Regions from separate parts of the Cyprinus carpio genome. Here region 1 is linked to region 2. A link is a contact called in public Hi-C data. All regions are on one chromosome and are shown on one strand. Each heading gives the region's core, a stretch centred on a gene start, on an enhancer-like site or on the middle of the called end of the contact. The rest is flanking DNA. Distances are from core to core; before and after follow the strand shown.

The links. Hi-C and Micro-C count contacts between places; a contact is called where the count stands out from the background.
Region 1: a Hi-C map of liver shows a contact between it and region 2, with 8 times the contacts expected there. The contact joins two enhancer-like sites. A contact is called at or near these places in 2 of 8 Hi-C or Micro-C datasets (both in liver).

Annotation. Positions count from the first base shown.
Region 1 is chrB9:28,240,204-28,244,264 of ASM1834038v1, reverse strand. The region is part of intron 1 of LOC109106806 (insulin-like growth factor-binding protein 2-B); the gene reads right to left. Among protein-coding and RNA genes, the nearest start is that of LOC122138525, 14 kb to the right of the region's middle. Within about 2 kb of position 1,489, at least 1 of the 8 cell types and tissues checked has an H3K27ac peak or open chromatin away from gene starts, as enhancers often do. A contact at or near this core is called in liver, where this site is marked.
Region 2 is chrB9:28,196,439-28,200,191 of ASM1834038v1, reverse strand. LOC109068421 (anion exchange protein 3-like) reads right to left here. Exons shown (of 23, transcript XM_042731802.1): 21 at 2,690-2,859; 22 at 2,004-2,177; 23 at 1,763-1,898. The coding sequence ends at 1,821. Among protein-coding and RNA genes, the nearest start is that of LOC109106806, 30 kb to the left of the region's middle. Within about 2 kb of position 1,736, at least 1 of the 8 cell types and tissues checked has an H3K27ac peak or open chromatin away from gene starts, as enhancers often do. A contact at or near this core is called in liver, where this site is marked.

The DNA of each region.
Region 1 (4,061 bases), core at 240-2,739, 44 kb before region 2:
AAGTCTTACAGGTTTGAAACAGTGTGAGAGTGCTTAAATTATTTTGAATTAAAGAATTTGCATTTTTGTTTATGAAACACTGAAATTTTTATATTCAGTTTATATTCGTTATATTCGGTTTTAAATGTGCATCGGATTCCAGATAGCCTACATGTGATTACACAAGATTTATATTTTAAAGAGAACCAGTTCTAAGGAAGAATAATTTGCTTTTTGTGTCAAAAGAATTTCTTTATATGAAATTTGAATGGTAAGACAATTAGAGATTAGACTATGGAGAAATTTAAATCTACATGTAACAATAATACACACTACATATATGTAGTCATGCAATGATGTTGTTAGCATGAACAATTTGATACAAAGTTTAATTGTAACAATAATTTGCACGGTTTGATGTGATATGACCTAACCGATCATTAGATTCAATCACCATTGTAGCATGATTTATCGTAATGCTTTTTTCCTCAGTTGGTCAAAACAAAAGTGTCAGACTTGTTACTTACTCATTCAGATAGCACTATCCAGTGAAAATTCATATTTTTGTCATACTTCCAAAATATAGGCTAGAATCTGTGATTCCAAAGTATAGTGAAAAGCCACACATACTCCTCAGAACATTAGATTCATCCGTGCTGGAGCCATGCCGGTGCACAACCCACGTTAAAAAAAAAAAAAAACTCTGCAAGTAACTGCAATTGCAGGTTTCAAACAGAGATGGTGACAAAGAGGCAAAACTTATGAGCTGCAGCTTTAATTAATAGTAATTACTAATAATTTTGAAATATATTTACAACAACAACATTTCATCACATTATGCTCAAAAAAGGACCAAACAACAAAGACTCTTCAAAAGTCCTCTGAAAATAAGACAGCATATTCTTCTGACAACTTAAATTTGGGGGCAGCATCAAAGAACAGAGACCGCTGAACAAACCTCTATGTATTGGAGTCCAAATGTACTGTAACAGCAAATATGTACTTCTGGACTTTGTATGGGGCAAATTAGTTGCGTGTCCCTTATGGTAACGTCACTTGCACAGAGCGGGTCACTTGGACTCTAGCTGGCCCTTTGAAACTCTTGCCTGCATTCAGATCTGCTCTGTGTCTGGCCCGTCGACATTAAAAAGCAGAACCCTCAGGCCACGAGCCCAGAGCCGCTCGAATGAAGTCAGCGTAGGATGAGTATGAAAGCCTAGAGATCTGAAGGAGGGATGATCACTCTGAGCATTGTCCAGCACCAAATACTGTGGTCTAAACTTTCAAGCCCAATTGTCAGTAACAGACCTAAGAATAGTGTCTGAAATAGCGGGCGACTTTGCCAGAGTTTGCCTCATTGAAGAAATTATTGGCGGGCGTGCTTCAGCAGACACCTGCCATTACGTCTCCTCGGAAGCATCCCTGTTCCACACTCTCATCCCTGGGCCTACACCAGCAACACTTCCCACTCACAGTTCCTCTCTCTTTCCAAAGGCTTAGTGTGTGGGCTGTGTGGTTGGGGAGTGGACAAGAACTCTTTTCAGGGCCTGGGCCGGTTTTCTCTCACTTCTCCCAAGGAAGCATGACACGCTGTTGAAAAGTCAAGTGCCACTTGTCAAGTTACATACTGACTCTGTTCCAAAACCTCAGCATCACAGACATACTTCTGGCACAAAACCTGTTCAAATGAGAATATTTGAATTAAGACAGCATTACATCTATCTTACATACAAATTAAGAATACAATTCTTTAATGAACTGCAACAAGCTCAGTGGGGAAAAATGGTTTATATTTAAATTTCTGGACCGATATTGATTACCAATGTTTTCAACTCTTTAAACTAGAACTAATGCATTTAAAAAATAAAAATAAAAAAACACTTTACTCAAAACCTAAAATGTGAATTTTGTAATGCATACAGACAATCTGACTCTAACTCTTAGCTACCACTTAATTTACTGACAGATGAGTTTAATTTGATTTTTTTTTTTTTCTTTTTTTTTTTTTTTTTTTTTTTTGATGATAGGAATGAGCTAAAACATCAGAGATTGAATAACCTTTACATACATCATCGGAAACATCTCATCTAGTAGAGCACAACCAACATATGTTTCACTCACAAACTAGCAAGACTCTCTATATAATGTACATTTAGATGCTATTCACATATGATGCATTAAAAAACAGCAAAACAGGGTCTCCTGATGCATTTTTATGATTATTTTAAAAAATACTGTTACAGGAAAACAGTATATATATAGTACAACATGCAAAAAATAAATTAAAATAGTTTTACAAACCCGATTCCAAAAAAGTTGTGACACTGTACAAATTGTGAGTAAAAAAAGGAATGGAATAATTTACAAATCTCATAAACTTATATTTTATTCACAATAGAATATAGATAACATATCAAATGTTGAAAGTGAGACATTTTGAAATGTCATGCCAAATATTGGCTCATTTTGGATTTCATAAAAGCTACACATTCCAAAGAAGTTGGGACAGGTAGCAATAAGAGGCCGGAATAGTTAAATGTACATATAAGGAACAGCTAGAGGACCAATTTGCAACTTATTAGGTCAACTGGCAACATGATTGGGTATAAAAAGAGCCTCTCAGAGTGGCAGTGTCTCTCAGAAGTCAAGATGGGCAGGGGATCACCAATTCCCCCAATGCTGCGGCGAAAAATAGTGGAGCAATATCAGAAAGGAGTTTTTCTCAGAGAAAAATTGCAAAGAGTTTGAAGTTATCATCATCTACAGTGCATAATATCATCCAAAGATTCAGAGAATCTGGAACAATCTCTGTGCGTAAGGGTCAAGGCCGGAAAACCATACTGGATGCCCATGATCTTCAGCCATTAGACGGCACTGCATCACTTCCAGAAAACATTGTTGGTGAACACAATCCACCGTGCCATTCGCCGTTGCCGGCTAAAACTCTATAGGTCAAAAAAGAAGCCATATCTAAACATGATCCAGAAGCGCAGGCGTTTTCTCTGGGACAAGGCTCATTTAAAATGGACTGTGGCAAAGTGGAAAACTGTTCTGTGGTCAGACGAATCAAAATTTGAAGTTCTTTTTGGAAAACTGGGCTAAAGAGGACAAGGACAACCCAAGTTGTTATCAGCGCTCAGTTCAGGAGCCTGCATCTCTGATGATATGGGGTTGCATGAGTGCGTGTGGCATGGGCAGCTTACACATCTGGAAAGGCACCATCAATGGCTGTGTAGAAGAAGGATCCGGGTACTGAAATGGCCAGCCTGCAGTCCAGATCTTTCACCCATAGAAAACATTTGGCGCATCATAAAGAGGAAGATGCGACAAAGAAGACCTAAGACAGTTGAGCAACTAGAAGCCTGTATTAGACAATAATGGGACAACATTCCTATTCCTGAACTTGAGCAACTTGTCTCCTCAGTCCCCAGACGTCTGCAGACTGTTATAAAAAGAAGAGGGGATGCCACACAGTGGTAAACATGGCTTTGTCCCAACTTTTTTGAGATGTGTTGAAGCCATGAAATTTAAAATCAACTTATTTTTCGCTTAAAATGATACATTTTCTCAGTTTAAACATTTTGATATGTCATCTACAGTATGTTGTATTCTGAATAAAATATTGAAATTTGAAACTTCCACATCATTGCATTCTGTTTTTATTCACTATTTGTAGTGTCCCAACTTTTTTGGACTCGGGTTTGTACATTTTAATTGTAATACACTATCTGTATATGATGTTACATGTACAGTATGCTGTTCAGATGCATTCAAAAAAAGTACAACAGGGTATCCTGATTGATTTTTCATAACTATTTTTAAAATTAACAGCATATATGGTGTGACGTGCACAACCAAATAAAATTGCACAACCAAAAAAAGTTAAATAATAAGAATAAAAAAATGACATTTAATTTTTTTTTTTTTTAATTACAGCACTTTTAATCACAGTAACTATTATCTGAAAACTGAAAAGCAAAAAATCTCAAGGTCAGTTCTGCTCTGGTTGCATGCTACCACCCATAATCAAACACTGTAAATCTTCATGATTTGGTTTAATCTATGCATACTTCTCTAATGAG
Region 2 (3,753 bases), core at 487-2,986:
TGTGTTTGTGATGAAATGAGTCTAGCATGACTAGGCCAAGGAATCTGTATTACACATAAACAAATTCAATACACTCATGGACAGCACAATATTTACAGTCCGAAGGGCAGCTTTCTCTAAAGGCAATTGTCCGAACTCAAAACATGAGTGTAATGGAACAATTCGTCCTGTTTTGTTCAACAAAAGACAGAGATGAAGATGTTAAAGGTGAAGTGTGTAAATTCTATTTTTCTCCAAACTACACATCTCCTATTGGTCGGTCAAACTGCTAGTCCCGCCCCAAACTCAACTCATTGGCTGATCGTGTCGGGTTGATTAGGATGCTCAAACAGAGCAATGTTTTTAATGCTGTTGCATATGAAGTTGTGTTTGGAATGAAGATTTTTTAATATAGAAAATACACACATCACCTTTAAAGGATTTAAAGGCAAGGGAAATGTGGATTTGTTGGCTTAGCGAAGATTTTGACAGGTCGTGTGCTTCCTTTTAAAATAGCTAAAGTTTGTCGCTACTTTCCATGAACCTGACTAACTATTTGGCAGCATGTTTTATCGAAGCCAAAGTTTCTCACTCACTGGCAGTTTGACAGCCTTTGGAAATAGCATTGTTTTTTTCTATTTTAAATTTTTTATGGCTTTAACCTGTCTCAGTTGAACTGTTCCCGAATACACTGCAGTATAACAGCATAAGGAATGGAATTAGTTCTTTGAAAAGGGTCATGTTGAAAACGCGCACACAAACGCACTAATATTTATAACAGCAACATATTTGGCCATTAAAACCTATAGAAATTCTAAATGCTAAATGTATATAAAGCAAGAAAAGCTAAGCTGCTCAAAGAAAAAATTTTTTTTAAATCAAATATTTTGGGGAATCTTCAAGACAAATAAACCAAAACCAAATGAGATGATAATTAATACAAATAAATTAATTGATTAAAAAAATAAATACACTTTAAATACAAATTTGTTTGGAATGAAACCATGAACTGGCAGCTAAACATCAACTTCTGATGGAAATAAAAGAAAGAAACAAAAAAAATTAAATTAAATTAAAATGAGATACTCTTTTAGCAGTGAATCTGTTTGGAAGGGAAATCATGAGCTAAATAATGTTTAGTTGTTTTTTTTCCTATTAAAGGTGCTGTAAGCAATGTTAGCTGTTTCGCTAACCCCCACAAGCCAAAGAATTCTGTCAGGAAGCAGGGACATTTTTTGCATGCTATTCCATAATAAAAATCACTTATAGCACCTTTAAATGTATTGTAACTACTGCATACATCGATCAAAGTAGTATCACTACTGCATAAAGTACGTCTAAAGGGACTGCAAGCACAACAAAGGGACTGACCACTCTAAGGGCACTGAGAGGTCGTGCTACTGTAATATTCAGACTCTGTGGTCAATGCCTACAGTAAAGTACAAGGCAACTAAGATCTACAGGCAGTAGGTCTGGACTGCATGGGTGCAGTGCATTGGGATGGGGTGAATAGGAGGTGTAAGAACCAACCTATTGGATTAGTCTCACCGTCATTGCACTTTGGGAGGTCTAAGGTGCATGGGTTGTATCTAATCTTATATTCAAAGGTCACTGGGCAGCAGCAGACAAACATGTAGGCCACATTTTGGAGAAAAAGGAAAATAGTATCCAAAACATGATCTGTGATTCTTTTCAGAACGGAGGTTTAGAAACTTTCAAAGTACATGTGAAATAATTCTGAAAGAGGGCAGTGCATCAGAGTTCTTCCCATTCTGTAAATCATTCCCATTATCCAGAGACCTGCATTCGATTGGTCAGTGAAGAAGAGGTGAGCCGTGTGACTAGACAAGCATGTGGATCTCGTTGTACTCATCCCGTCCATCTTCATCAAAATTGGGCGAATCCTCATCAGCATCCAACTGCAAGAACAAAAACGACATTTTAAAAAGAAATCAACACCAGGTGGGTTTTCTCAGCTGACTGCTGCTTGTGTTCGGACAAACATGAATACAACATGAACTCACCGCTGCAAGCTCTCTCTCCTCAAAGATCCTGGTCAGGATGAGTCTACGCAGAGGTACGGTCATGATTAGGATGAAGGGAAAGGCCAGAGAGGCTACGGTCGACTTCACGACCCACAGCAGTGCGATACACAGCAACTGAATGATGGTGAACATGTTCATACGCCATGTCTTCACCTGTATGTGAAACAAATCATGCCTAGAATTATGACAAGGTCTATAGTAAAAAGCTTCGATTTTGCCTTTTTTAAATGTAATATGTATTATTTTTGTATATTGTCAGGCACAACTTATTTCATAAGTCTCTTAGAAATGGTGCAAATAGCTCTTATTTGTTAGATTTCTTTGTTTCATTACTTTGTTGATTTCAAATTTTAAATGAGCTTTTCAATCCTAGATTTCCAATGTAGTCTCAGGCTTTTGAACAATGCACAGTGTTCAAATTTGTCATATACGGTTAGTAGTTTTCATTTTTAGGGTTGTGTTAAAAAGTGCGAAATGAAATGGTGATTTGTGCGCCACCTTGTGGGTGCTTCGAAAGCTTTCAAACAGAATCCAGATGTCAATTTAGTACAAACTTGTAGCATCTACCATGTGGAAATCAAACACAAACACATATAATAAGCTGTCAGCACTGCGTTTGTAAACAACATCACTACTTCCTCAAAGTCTCAGGAAAAAGTGCTTACCTTGGTAACATAGATGTGGTCCGGGTGATGTTTAGCAGGTGTGACCATGAGTGTGATTCGCTCATAAAGCTGGATACCAGTAAGAGACGTGATGCCCATGTACAGAAATATCCCAAACAGCACAGCCAGAGGAATATGACGCAGCACATCTGTCATCACTATAGACAAGCCTGCACAGAGGTGAGGATTGACAGAATCAGGCAAGTTTTTATACCTAATTTAATTGAATAGTATTCTCTGAAAAAAAAAATATTAATGTCAACTAGAAAACTTGAGTGGTCTGAGATATAAAACAGATGTTGTTGATACAGCAGTAAGCCACTCAAACCATGCATTACAGCATTACCATGGTTTTACTATCATGCTCTTATGCACAACATAAGGCTGAGTATGAAAACCCCCTCTTAAAGCGATAGTTCACCCAAAAATGTAAATTCTGTCTTTAACTCACCTTTGAGTTGTTCCGAAACTGACTTCTTAAGTATGAAAATAAAAAAATACTATGGAAGTCAATGGGGACCAGAAACTGTTTGGTTACCCACATTGGTAAAAATATCTTATTTTGTGTTAAGCAGCAGGAAGAAACTTGAGGGTGAGTAAATGATAACAGAATATTCATTTTTAGGTGAACTATCCCTTTAACCATAGTGAAATCATGGTATGCCAACAGTAATATGATAAAGCACATCATTAATCAATAAATATTTCAATTTAATATACTGATAAACAGATTATGTTAAGTACTTTTTTTAATGTAGGAAGTACATGATTAGCAAGCAACGCAACACATTTCTGGTGTGTTCATTGTAATTGCAGGTTTTGGAGTAGTAGAAACTTCTGTCAAATTCATAATTGCATCTGCAAGCTCAGACTTTTCCCTTTTGACTGTTTTGATGTCATATAAAAACAAATCAAACAGCAGCAGCCTTAGCAGCTGAAGGTAGTTAATTACTTCTAAACTCATTGCCATTTGATGTCATTTTATTACAGCTGATGCTATCAAGTTAATGTGATTTAAATTAATGTGATTAAATATTATATTGTCATCAAACTCAAACATAAAA